Linked DNA regions of Mus musculus: region 1 is linked to region 2. A link is a contact called in public Hi-C data. All regions are on one chromosome and are shown on one strand. The core of a region is the stretch at or near the end of the contact, and the rest is flanking DNA. Distances in the headings are between cores, read along the strand shown.

Region 1 (3,410 bases), core at 485-2,984, 220 kb before region 2:
GGATCTCAGATAGAAAATGAGGTGAGAAGTATGTTCATCATACAAAATAGACATGACTATGAACTGAAAACAAAAGACAAGATGAGGAAGAGGAGAGGCAAAACTCAGCCACCAATGTAGTAATATTCTCCTCTTGGACACTTGTGTATGTCAAGATAGTCAGGACCAGCAAATGAATTCTTTTCTTCCTAGTGGTAGGGAGAGGATCCTTGCCTTTGGTTAAAGTCAATCTTAGCTTCCCTTTCTTTGCCAAGTACTCTTGTCACTTAACCTCACTCTTAGGAAAACCAACTTTCTACAGAAGCCATTTGCTTATGTGCTCTGTCTTGAGCTTAATTTTAATCACTGAGCATTATAGCTCTAAAAAGCAACAAAGTTCTGATTTAAATCTCTTAAACATATATATATATATATATATATATGCTATTCAAATTAAATTATTGTAAGAACAGTAACACTATATTAAAATATAATCACCTTACTCCTTTTGGCTTCATGACAACGTTCATAAAGTGCTTAATATTCATGTAACACACTGCCTCACCCTGTAATGTCACTATATTTATGGAAAGAAATTGTAATCCTCTTTACTGGCTCAGGTTAATTCCAATAAAATATTAAATCCATTTTCTAATCTAAATGAGTTCATTAGGAGAGGCATGGTACTGAGAATACCAAACTCTCTACAGAGTTCAGCTTCATTACATTCCTGCACTGTGCGTTTCCCGAGCTGTTGTACTACATTTATGAGGATTTATCTGTACTGTTCCAAAAACATTCATCCTAATTCTACTCCTTCTGTGCATGCTAATCATGAATATGTTAAGTGGAAATACTAAGCTTGTAGCCAACCTCGTCCCCAGATGGGTTCAAGTTATGATTACAGAAGCAAATTTGCCATAAGCACTCTTACAGCATTGCCAGCAAGCCAGAAACGGAGGTTTGGGGGAGAGAGAGAGAGAGAGAGAGAGAGAGAGAGAGAGAGAGAGAGAGAGAGAGAGAGAGAGAGAGGATGGTTTGAGACAATAGGAATGTCATGAATGTTAGAAAGAAAGAAGGGAGCTGGTAAGTGTTAGAGTTTGCTCTGTATCAGAGAGAGTTTCAGGAATGTTGAAGTACATCTCTCTGAAGAATAGTAAAATAAACACAGAGATTAAATCATTAGTATTAAATGTTTACAGTTTCTGAAAGTCCATAATCCTTGGGAAAACCACTTGGGATTTAGGTCATTGCATCTAGCAAAACTTTGCCCCATTTGTTCTTTCATTTGAGAACAACAATGGATCTTTTAGGAGGGCAGACAAGAGTATTCTGGGATGTTACATGATGACTAGCCAGTCACAACTGTTGCCCAGTGGAGTTTTAGACCTGTTGTCACACCGTAAGATTTCTGTTATCTTTCAGGTTAAAGAAAAAAAAAAGACAAATGATCTATTTTATATTTTACATAGAATGAACTCCATCAAGAGTCATTCAGTCAGTCTCTTTTTGTTAGGGTCCTCAGTGAACTCTGAGTAAAGACACTTTAATCTACACTTTAGATATTTAGTGTAAAAATGATTCCTCAGTCAAGTGAGGAATTTCCTATTTTTAGCAACAGGAAGAAACAGGGGTGGGAACAAGAGAAAGCTATTCTTAGTGCTGATTATTTTTAGTTAAATACAGTTTCTTCTTCATCTATATAAAATCTGTAATAAATCGTCAGCGACCACTGGTTGTCACTGTTGTGCCACAAAACAGCATGAGCAGTTCCATTCTTTCAAAAACCTGCCTTCTGAGATGTGAGTTTAGAATTATATACACTTTACTCTCTGAATTATCATTAAAACAGAGCATGGAAGCTTATGCCAGGATCCCATTATTTCACATGATTATTAGGCCATTTATGTGGGAGTCTGCCTCAAAATCAGTGCCATATAATAGAGTGGAGAAGTAGAATAAAGACTGCATTATAAACTGCAACAAAACCCTGTGTCTTTAAAAGGCCGTGTGAGAAATATTTGTTTGTTAGAGCACACATTTTTTTAAACTGGTGCTTAAATATTATTATATGTGTATGCAATAGGTGCATTTGATCACTTCAAAGTTTAGAAATATTATTCAATTGAAGTGTTTCTAATGATTGAGCCCATGCCATTTATAAGCAGCAGATGAGTAGACAGCCCTGACATAATCTTCCTTTTTCCCCAAATCTGATTAAAACTAGCAAGACAAGAAATCAATGGGCTCCGGAATATAAATTCCCCAAATATTCTGTTGTGTTTGAAATTAATTAAGGACGGTGATGCAGGAACCTCAGATCAATAAACATCAATGATGTTAGTGTTAAAGGTGGGAAGAGCTGGCATGGAATCAGACTGATATGTGGAGGTATAAGATGATTATCTACTCAATGAAATTAAAGGTTAAAATTAGGCAAACTATGCTTTAGGAAAATGTAGACGGAGGCCTAGAGAGTCCAAAAAACAATGGCTGCACTCCCTAACACAATCTTTTAAACTTTCATATTAGTGACATTACTTCATGTGTCTTTTCGATAAACTACAATAATTTTGAAATTGTCAATATTGAGGTTTTGGTGTGGGAAGAGAGGCATAATGCTCTCGAGTGATTGAATTTGGAGTTGGAGAAAGCAGAAGCTCAACACATTCACAGAGGAGCTGAGAGCATCAGTTCTACCATTTTCCCATATCATTGCAAGTGTGGCCCTAACCATCATCTGATCGTATCGAACTAGAACTAGAGTGTCTTAAGGTCATTCTTAATCTGCTTTTCACTTTTATTTCTGCATTCGCTCTCCTTTTTTTTTCATTTTCTTTTATTTCTATCTTCCTTTTTAAAATCCTGTTTAAACCTCAGCCACAGTTATAATCTGTAAGCCATAAATCAAAATGGAAAAGGAAAGACAATCAGTGTAGGCTATCCAGTTAAGTAATGATTATTTGTCACACTTATTTTTGAAATTTTTACTACTACAAAATAGGCGATGTTATAAAGAGACCATTTCGATCTTACATCCTCTGTGTGTACACATATTCATTAAGGTATAAGGTCTGATTATTTGTATTGGGAGGGTGGATTCGCGATTTCTCTGTGTAACAGCTCTGGCTATCCTGACACTCTCTTTGTAGACCAAGCTGGCCTTGAACTCTTAGAGATCTGCCTGCCTCTGCCTCCCAAGTGCTGGGATTAAAGTTCACTACCATGCCCAGTTACAATGTAAGTGTATTGAATACATTAAGTTATGCCTTAGTGTGGCAAATGAGAATGATGCAGGAGAAAGCTCCTGGTAGGTGGTAAAGGAGAAGGGCTCCTGGTGATATTGCAAGTTGCTCACATGTGTTACAGTGAGAACAGAGGCTGGGGTTAAAAGGAAGATAAAGAATTACCATGAAAAGATCTGGAACACT
Region 2 (3,247 bases), core at 672-3,171:
GGATTTATTCTGAAAATTTAGCCAGTAAACTTAACCATTCGGTATTTAGTTGTAGCATTTGCTTCTAGGATACCATAGGGGCCCAAGGGCATGCTCTGTCTGACCTAGAAAAACACCAGAGAAGAGAGTGTTACTATTGAAGTCCAGCATTTTCCAGACATAACATTTCAATTATTCACTAAGGTGTATGATTTTCCTGGTAGACAGCTTTATTCCAGAAAATATAGACAACATTCATCGCTCCTGGCCTTTCAGGGAGGAGACTAGTAGCTAATAATAGAGGGCTGGAGTGAACACTCAAAGTCCATTTTTTTTTTAAGCTGAATCATTTCTAACTAAGATAAACAGCTTGTAAAGTGGGCATTTGTGTTCATGAAGAGGCTGCTCTCTAATTGTAATATAACACACTAGGTAAATAAGCAAGAGGTGTTTCAAAGAATCCAAACAGCTCATAGTCACCCCCTGCTGGGTACACTTCTAACAACTTGGCATTAGCACACACCTTCCTCTGAATGGAAGAGAACAAAGAGAAAGAACAAACGAGATATAAAACAAAAAACAAAAATGCCCTAGGGTTGTTCTGAACTCCAGCGGCTCAGCATAGGTGAAGGGAGGCTTCATCAGCACAGTGGGAAGTTTGCAGGCACACAGGTCTATGCCCTAGAAAATGCCTCTGAAGTCTATTGCTAATCAGACTAAACAAAGCATTTTAAAGAGCAGATGAAGTTTAAGAAAAAAAAAAAGTGGCATGTTCTGTGTGAAGAATATTACGTCACCTCACCTGCTCTTGAATCGGTATGCTGGCACCATGTAACTGTCTGGAGATTTCTCTCCCGGCAAAGAAAGACTGGAATTATTTATGTTTTCATTGTGTCACATTACACGAAGCTACAACGCATAATAATTGGAAAAAAGAAGCCTCAGGTGACACAGATGGTAGTACCAATTGTTTAAGGGGGGAAAAAAATCCCGATCACAAGCTTTGCATTAAAACTACTCTGACAAATGAAATCATCATAGAGGGGAAAAACAGAACTGAGATTGAATAACAATTCCGGGTTCCTGTCACCTTCCTCCATATCGAGATTCATCTCTGCCATTAAAGTCGCTTCAGAGTAAAATAAGGACAGTGTTTCCTGTTTCACAGGATAGAGATTAAACACTGCAAGAGAAGAAAGGAGAAGCCCCTGAACATTTCGGAGGGATCTAATTTGGAAAATGAAGATACACGTGTTTGCTGCCTCTAAGTACCCTTCTGTACCCGTCATACATGACCTGTCTCTGTGTTCTATCTCTCTGCTGTGTGGGAATAGCAGCCACAAGTTAATAGAGGATCAGAAGAAAGAGGGTGGTTACTTTAAAGGTTTTTTTTTTTTCCATTTTCTCAAGGCCACCATGGAGGTGTCAGCTTATATAAAAATAGCAGATACATAGAGCATTTAAACAACCTTTTCTGAAATGTTTATGGCTCTGATCTCATGTTGAGGGTGTCATTTGTATAACCTTAATATTTAAGATGTCGCTGCTGCTCTTTCCTTCTTGCCCTTTATATTGAACAATGACACAGTTGACAAGGGGAGCATCAAATACAGCTGCCAAGTGTGACGCGTAACCCAGAGGCTTTGCAAACTCAGGGTCCGTGGGATGCTCACCCTGCTGCTCGGAGCTGCAGACATCCTGGGCAGTACCAGTCCCTGGGCTTGGCAATGTCCTTCCACACCTAAAGCAGCCTCTATTATATGATTTTTTTTTCCCTGTCTCTTGGCTTCCAGAGAGCTAAGCCAAAGATTTCTCTTTGTGAGTCTTTTGAGGTTTTGTTGCCTGCCGCTCCCAGTCTGCCCCGTCTCTCATTCTATCATAAGCTGCCTGGCCCTCTTCCTGTCTTCTCTCCTCTGTGCGTGACTTGCCTTAAGAGATTCACTTACAGTTGCAAGCTTCCTCTGCTGGTTGGCAGGCTGAGCCGTAGGATTTCATTTTTAGTGAGTGTTATGGTTCTTGATGTCCCCTTTGATATAAATAGAGCTCTGAAAATTTTCAGCCAAAAAAAGGGGGGGAGGGGAGGGGGAGGAAAGCATTCCATATAAAGCCTGTGAGGACCAGGAGAAAGCTCAAAGGAGATGAATGAACTAATCCTGCCAAAGGAAGTCTTCCCCAAGTGGACCCGGAGTGAAAAGTTGGCATCAGTGACCTGCTCTATTGCCTCATTTTTCATGACTTTGAAGGGAGGTCCTGGGAAAGGGGACCACATTTAATCACCTTTCAAATCTTTACAAACTATTTTAGGGCATGAAGAAGGGCTCAGTGAGTAAGCACATTTGCTCCATTAGGCCTGATGTCCTGAGTCTGATCCCTTGATACTCACGGTGGAAAGAGAGAATCAATTTCCAAAATAATGTTCTCTGTCCTTCATGGGTATGTCATGGCATAGACGCCTGTCCCCGTGCGCACGCCCGCGCGCGCACACACACACACACACACACTTTAAAAAAATAAAATTACAGAGTCTCTTTTGTCAGTTATTACTATTATCAATTAGTTTTTAAAAAGCACACAAGCGCTTGCGCTCTTATCTATCTATCTATCTATCTATCTATCTATCTATCTATCTATATCATGTGTTGGGTTGTTCACAACCAACTTTAGTTTCAGTTCCAGGGGTCTCTTAATCAGGGCTATATAAGCATATGCACTTGTGTACATATATACAGACACAGACACATTGCGTGCAAACACACACACATAAACATAATTAAAAATAAATTAAAAATGTTTAAAAGTTAAAAGACGTACAACAGCAGTACATACAGTATTTTTTCTATTACTTAATTTTATGTCTATTTTACATAGGCAACTTTTACTCCCACTTCTTCAGGGATCGCCCATAAGAGTGTAAGTGTCCATTGCAGTACGCAGTAGGGAATATTTCATTTCTGCTCCAGAAAGAGCCATCCATCAATAACTTCTGGTGCTCATCCAGGTCTCATATCCCACGTTACTGTGTATGCAGAATGTCTTCTGAAAGTTGTAAAGATCTCTATAATCTTTTGAGCTAGAACAGCTTCCCCGGAGGCCGAATTTATATTCTAACAGCATATTCTCCATTTTTTTTCATCTCCCCAAGACACCCTCAGGAAAAGATTACCTTTCAGACTCACCTATAATCTATTCATACCTTAGCACTATTAGGAGTGAGAAATGTCTCTAACCCATGTTATGTGTCACACATACAGCCAATCCACTAATACTT

The links. Hi-C and Micro-C count contacts between places; a contact is called where the count stands out from the background.
Region 1: a contact with region 2 is called in a Hi-C map of cortical neurons, with 2.8 times the contacts expected there. The contact joins two enhancer-like sites. A contact is called at or near these places in 3 of 484 Hi-C or Micro-C datasets (cerebral cortex, cortical neurons and cumulus cells).

Annotation. Positions count from the first base shown.
Region 1 is chr16:70,866,770-70,870,179 of GRCm38.p6, reverse strand. No RefSeq gene overlaps it. Among named protein-coding and RNA genes, the nearest start is that of Gm29823, 87 kb to the left of the region's middle. Within about 2 kb of position 1,734, at least 4 of the 459 cell types and tissues checked have an H3K27ac peak or open chromatin away from gene starts, as enhancers often do. A contact at or near this core is called in cortical neurons, where this site is marked.
Region 2 is chr16:70,642,480-70,645,726 of GRCm38.p6, reverse strand. No RefSeq gene overlaps it. Among named protein-coding and RNA genes, the nearest start is that of D16Ertd519e, 28 kb to the right of the region's middle. Within about 2 kb of position 1,921, at least 8 of the 459 cell types and tissues checked have an H3K27ac peak or open chromatin away from gene starts, as enhancers often do. A contact at or near this core is called in cortical neurons, where this site is marked.